2 separate regions of the Capsicum annuum genome follow, and region 1 is linked to region 2. The links are chromatin contacts, called in public Hi-C maps. All regions are on one chromosome and are shown on one strand. The core of a region is the stretch at or near the end of the contact, and the rest is flanking DNA. Distances in the headings are between cores, read along the strand shown.

Region 1 (2,700 bases), core at 163-2,662, 110 kb before region 2:
GTATGACTATATTTGTTGTAAACTAATTACTTTATTGTATATATTTGAAATTATCATTTTTTTGCCGTCCTTATTCTCTCAGATTGAAACAAAAAATAGTACTGCATCCGGTTCATTTTAAATGTCATTCAAGATATTGGTGAACTCAACCATAAGTTTATCACACGGGGCTGGTCTAGTGCAGTTTACATCTCCTCTGTGAGTTGCGACTTGCGAGCTATTGCGAGTGAACAGTTTACCATAAAGTGCTCACTCAAAGGACAAAGATTATAAATTTCCTTGGGGGATTCCAAAATGAGTAATAATTATTGAAAGGTTTTTTAGAAAATTGTATGGATCATTTATTCGAGCCGGGGAGATTCGGAAAAGATAGCTAATGTCTTCTTGGTTTTGTAAGGTGATATTTATTTTTGAATTAAACCTAAACAACATTACAAATGGACTAGAGGCAATATAAGTCAGCTATCATGTGCAATTACAGTTTTGAAAAATTGTAAATGTATTTTGAGCTTTGTACCAAATACATAGTACACATGCACGTTAATACAATTCTTCGCACGTATTTAGATTATGCAATATGCATTAATAAAACTGATATTTGCTTGATGCAATTGATATCTGGTTGGTAGATATTTATTACCTGAATACAACTCTTTTATTATAACAGTTGATACTAACTGCCTGACATATCTCTTCCGCCTAATTCAACAATTATAGATATATTTTGTAATTATGCTTCAAACTATTTTTTCTTTTTAAATGATTTAGTAAAGCCTGCAGATTAAACCAACTACTAAGTCTGGGTATGATGAGTAAAATCTTAGGACTTCAGTATAAAAAAGATTTGATTCAAAGATTCACGCAGTTTGCTTTCAAAAAAAGCACGCATAATTAATAATTAGAAGCATTAATTGGAGTATATTTCACATTTAATTAATGACAATCCATCTTCTTTATTCTGTTGCTACCTAAATTAAATTATTAAATTTCTGCTAATATTAGCTTGGAGTACTTATCTAAATTTTCTCTCCCTTTTGCACTTTCATTTTTTTAAAAGCATAACGAGGATATGAAGAACCGAAAATGTAAGACATTAAAATCCACAAGAAAAAAAAATATGAAAGAACGTGGTGGGATAAATAAGATCCCTCATTCTTAGTCAGAAATTTTGAATTCGTGCTAACTGCAGGTAGGAAGAGCTTTCCCTCAAATGGATTCTACGAAATGCTAATTTAAAATAGTTGGATCAGTAAATTTCGAACACTAGACGATTATTGGAAAAAAAAAAAAAAACAAGAAGCTTGATTTTATTGCATAAACCATCAACCTAATTTTTGTGTCCATTAATTTGGTGACATTGACAATACTTTGATAAGTCCCTAACCCAATGGCCAGCATGATTAGTCTGGTATTTGAAAACGATAATTAACAAAAACAACCAGGTTGATCGAAGGGGATTTTAAAGTAGGACCATGGAACTTATTCAATCCATTTTTTTGGTTAATTATTTCCATTTTTTTTTTATTTTTTTTTTTGAGATTTTAAGATTATGGTAACAAAATTGATAAAGCATTTCTAGGCAACTCTCAAACTTTAAAGAATCCCAACTAATAATTTGTATGCCATATCCATGGAAATTGTATGTTGTATGTCTATTACCGTATGTAAGAACAAAGACTTGGCACACACGTATGATATACATAATACATTTTAGATGTTGGATTCTCTGTATATACACATACACTTCACATATATTCTATATTACCCTTAACATACAATTGGTCAATGTTGTCCACATACATGCATTGGAATCACGGTTACACATATGGCTGATGTATTCACATACATATACAAATATGCAACTTTTACTTTGAAAATAGATAGATACTTATATAGTTGGCCATACATACAAGTTTCTACTTTAGTTACTCACATATACATACTCATACAATTATAATCGGGGTATTGTATCGCCGCGATTTCACTTTGTGCTGGATTGCACGCGGATTTAAAGTACTTTGTTATATTTTAAACGAAAAAGGACTTAAAATATCCTTCATCTATTAGAAATGATGCAAAAATATCTTTCATCTACCTTTCGGCTCTACATTGCCCTTCTCATCCACCTTTGGGCTCCAAAATGTCCGTCACATCTTTCTTTGGGCTTTAAAATACCCTCCTCATCTAACTTTGAGTTCCAAAATATCTTTTATTTATCATTTTTATTAAATAAATAAATAATTATTGCATTAATGAAGTGACACATTTCCATTGGTCCCCGTTTTGTTATTTAAAAAATTCTAACCCGCAGCACCTACCTCATCTATAACCGGCGATCAATACTAATATATTACTAATATTTTAGTACTTTTAAATGTGAAATCATACCAAAATGTGCATCTTTCTTTTATGAATGAATATATGTGTCCGGTACTCTTTCTAAGAATTATACCATAAGTTACTTTCTTCCTTTAGAGTTTGTGAAATCAAGCCAAAATTTAAATTATCTTGTACTGTTTTATTCGTGGAAGGTGAAATGAGATTTGCTGAACTTTATGATCAAATACCATGACAAATTACTTTGATACATTTGGATGCAAATTAATAATAACACGACTACTTCTATTATAATAGCGTTCACAACACATTTCAGGAGGTGTTGTGAAAATACTGAAGACAGACAGAATCATCTACTGCACT
Region 2 (2,700 bases), core at 121-2,620:
TTGAGAGTCAAACTTTTAAATTTTGACAGTGAATTTGAATATAAAATCTTTATGTCTTTTGAAATAAAATTTATTTGAAAACCAGATAAAAGTATTATAACCCGGATAATTAATAATTTAAAAGATTTAAAAGGTATATCAAAAGATTGTTATTAAAATAAAATAAGAAAACCGTTGATTCTCAAAATTCAAAAGATACCACATAAATAATTAAGATAGAGAGTGTATCATATATTCTTTATAACAACATCTCGCTTAGCAACCAAAAAATATCGGGATATACGATGTAGTTATAAAAGGTTTGATTATAATTAATTATTACTAGCTTCCTCCATTTCCTTTTACTTGTCATGTTTTGTTTTTTAAGAGTCAAATTACATGGACTTTGACCAATTTAAGATGTCTTTCTCATCATATTCATATGAGAAGGATTGAGTTCGGGTTCTTACGAAAACAACCTCTCTACCTACACGAAGTAGAGGTAAGGATTTGCACAGTCTACCCTACCCAGACACCACTTGAGGGATTTCTCTGTGTATATTGTTATTGATATGAGAAGGATTGCAGTTTATAGTATTTTTTTCATATTTTTTTGAAATATCCAAATTATAAATTTAAAATAGTTAATTAATTTAATTCAATTAACTATGAAGGTTAGTCAAATTAACTCTCATGAAGGGCAATATGACAATTGAAAATGAGTAACTGAGCTACATATACGTAGAATCCTTATGAAGCTTCCCACGTTTCAGTGAGAACTTATTTTCCACAGTATATTTTTCCAGTAAGCTTATTTGATAGAAGATGAATTAAAAAAAATCATATTTAATTTACACAAACTTCCTGATATTAATTCCTAATACAAAAAGCCTTTATTTCAAGTGGTGATCCATCTACCCATGGATGATATCATTTTATTTTATTATACCTCTAAGCTTGAAGACAGCATCTTTGATAACTCTCTCGCACCCACTACAACACATCCTTACTTTGAGTTCCACAGTCTGTATGTACAAACAAAAAAAAGTTTTTAAGGATGCATAAATTAAACTTGTATTGGAAGGAAATTAATTAAAGAAAACTAGTAATCGAGTTAAAACCTGTAAAGAAATTGGACGGGACTTAGTCATTTTGTGTTTGTTGGTTCCTTGGTGATGAGTTTGATCATGAGGTTGATGATAGTGAAAATAACTAGTGATGGCAGATACAAAAGAGCCAAATAATTTCTCTAGTAAGTTAACCATTTGTGAATAGGTTCCTTTCCTATATGTATGTAGGTTGAATATTTCTAGGTAGCAATTACAACACTTATATAAAGAGAAGGGGGAGGAAGAAATATAATAATGTAGTTTTTAGAAAGCTTTATCCCCATTTATGAAATATTCCTCCAACCCGAGGCATCTTTTTCTTAAGTTCCAATCTCATGGCAAATAGATTCTAGTAAACCAACAAATTGAACTCCTAGTTTGTAATTTAAATATTTCGAATTAATTATTGCCTTCACTTTCTTAGTCATGCATAAATACATTATCTAATTTCTTTCTTTTATAAAGAATAAAAAATAAAATAGCAAAAGTATTCCTTTAGGAAGGAATAATGGTATCGGTCTAATCAAACTCAGAACTCTCTAACGTCATTTCACTATAACAGACATGTTTTTGATAGAATGGAGTCTTTGTACTTCGGGTGAGCATTGCGTAAACCACACAGCGTATGTAAACCGTACTAGCCACGCAAACCCTATGCGACAGGATCGACTCAAAAGGCGTTTGTGTGTGGGGGATCAAACTCGGGTCATCCGTGTGAATAACCGCCCTCCAAACCAACTGAACCGTCCCGAAGAACGTATTGTGTTATATTATATGTTGTCTATAATAAAATTATGCTATTAATAGCTAGGGGGTTGTGAGAGATAAAAGTTAGGTTGAAAGTTTCGTTGTCTTGTTATCCGTCCTTATTAGTATCTCTCCGGTAGTTCCTTGACCTTCCATTTTGTCATATTTTTTGTTACTTGTACTTCATCTATCATATTATTTTTGTTGTAGTTAATGTTCTATTACTATGTTATTTCTTGTACTTTTGTTGCTTCTTTATTTTGCAAAAGGTCTATCAAAAACAACTTCTATATCTCTAAGATAGGGATAAGATTTGCATACACTCTATACTTATTGGATCTCATTTTATGAGATTATATACTGAATATGTTATTCTTGTTATGATTAAGAAAATATCGGGAAATAAACTATATTGTTATAGAGATGTTTAATTGCATGTAGTGATGAAATCCAATAAATTAATTAAGGTGGATGAAAACGTGAAGAGTGGATGAAGCCTATATGGCTAGGCTTGGTGCTAAGAGACTGAGAGTACTAAAATAATTAAAGGAGATGAGGGAATATAAGGGGTGTTGTGGGAGATGGATGGGCTTAAACAAACACAAATTGACATGTTTTGATGCAAAGCATAATCAAATATTCTCTAAATATCTCCTTTCTTTTATATATATATATATATATATATCATCAGACATGTTTAGAAGTTAAAAATATTCTCTAAATAACTCCTTTCTTAGGGGGTGGAGAAAGGAACTCACTGTCACCATCTTCTTTTAATTAAATGTAGTCACCAAACATAAAACTGTATAGCTCACACTATTGAAGCATCACATGATATTTTCTACAATTGGGCCTAAGGAATTAA

The links. Hi-C and Micro-C count contacts between places; a contact is called where the count stands out from the background.
Region 1: a contact with region 2 is called in a Hi-C map of leaf, with 2.5 times the contacts expected there. The contact joins the enhancer-like site here to the promoter of LOC107853439 in region 2. A contact is called at or near these places in 2 of 5 Hi-C or Micro-C datasets (bud and leaf).

Annotation. Positions count from the first base shown.
Region 1 is chr1:22,150,908-22,153,607 of UCD10Xv1.1, reverse strand. No RefSeq gene overlaps it. Among protein-coding and RNA genes, the nearest start is that of LOC107870041, 11 kb to the left of the region's middle. Within about 2 kb of position 1,412, at least 3 of the 5 cell types and tissues checked have an H3K27ac peak or open chromatin away from gene starts, as enhancers often do. A contact at or near this core is called in bud and leaf, where this site is marked.
Region 2 is chr1:22,038,154-22,040,853 of UCD10Xv1.1, reverse strand. It overlaps LOC107853439 (heavy metal-associated isoprenylated plant protein 30), which reads right to left and starts at 1,370. Exons shown (of 3, transcript XM_016698430.2): 1 at 1,101-1,370; 2 at 929-1,004. The coding sequence starts at 1,244.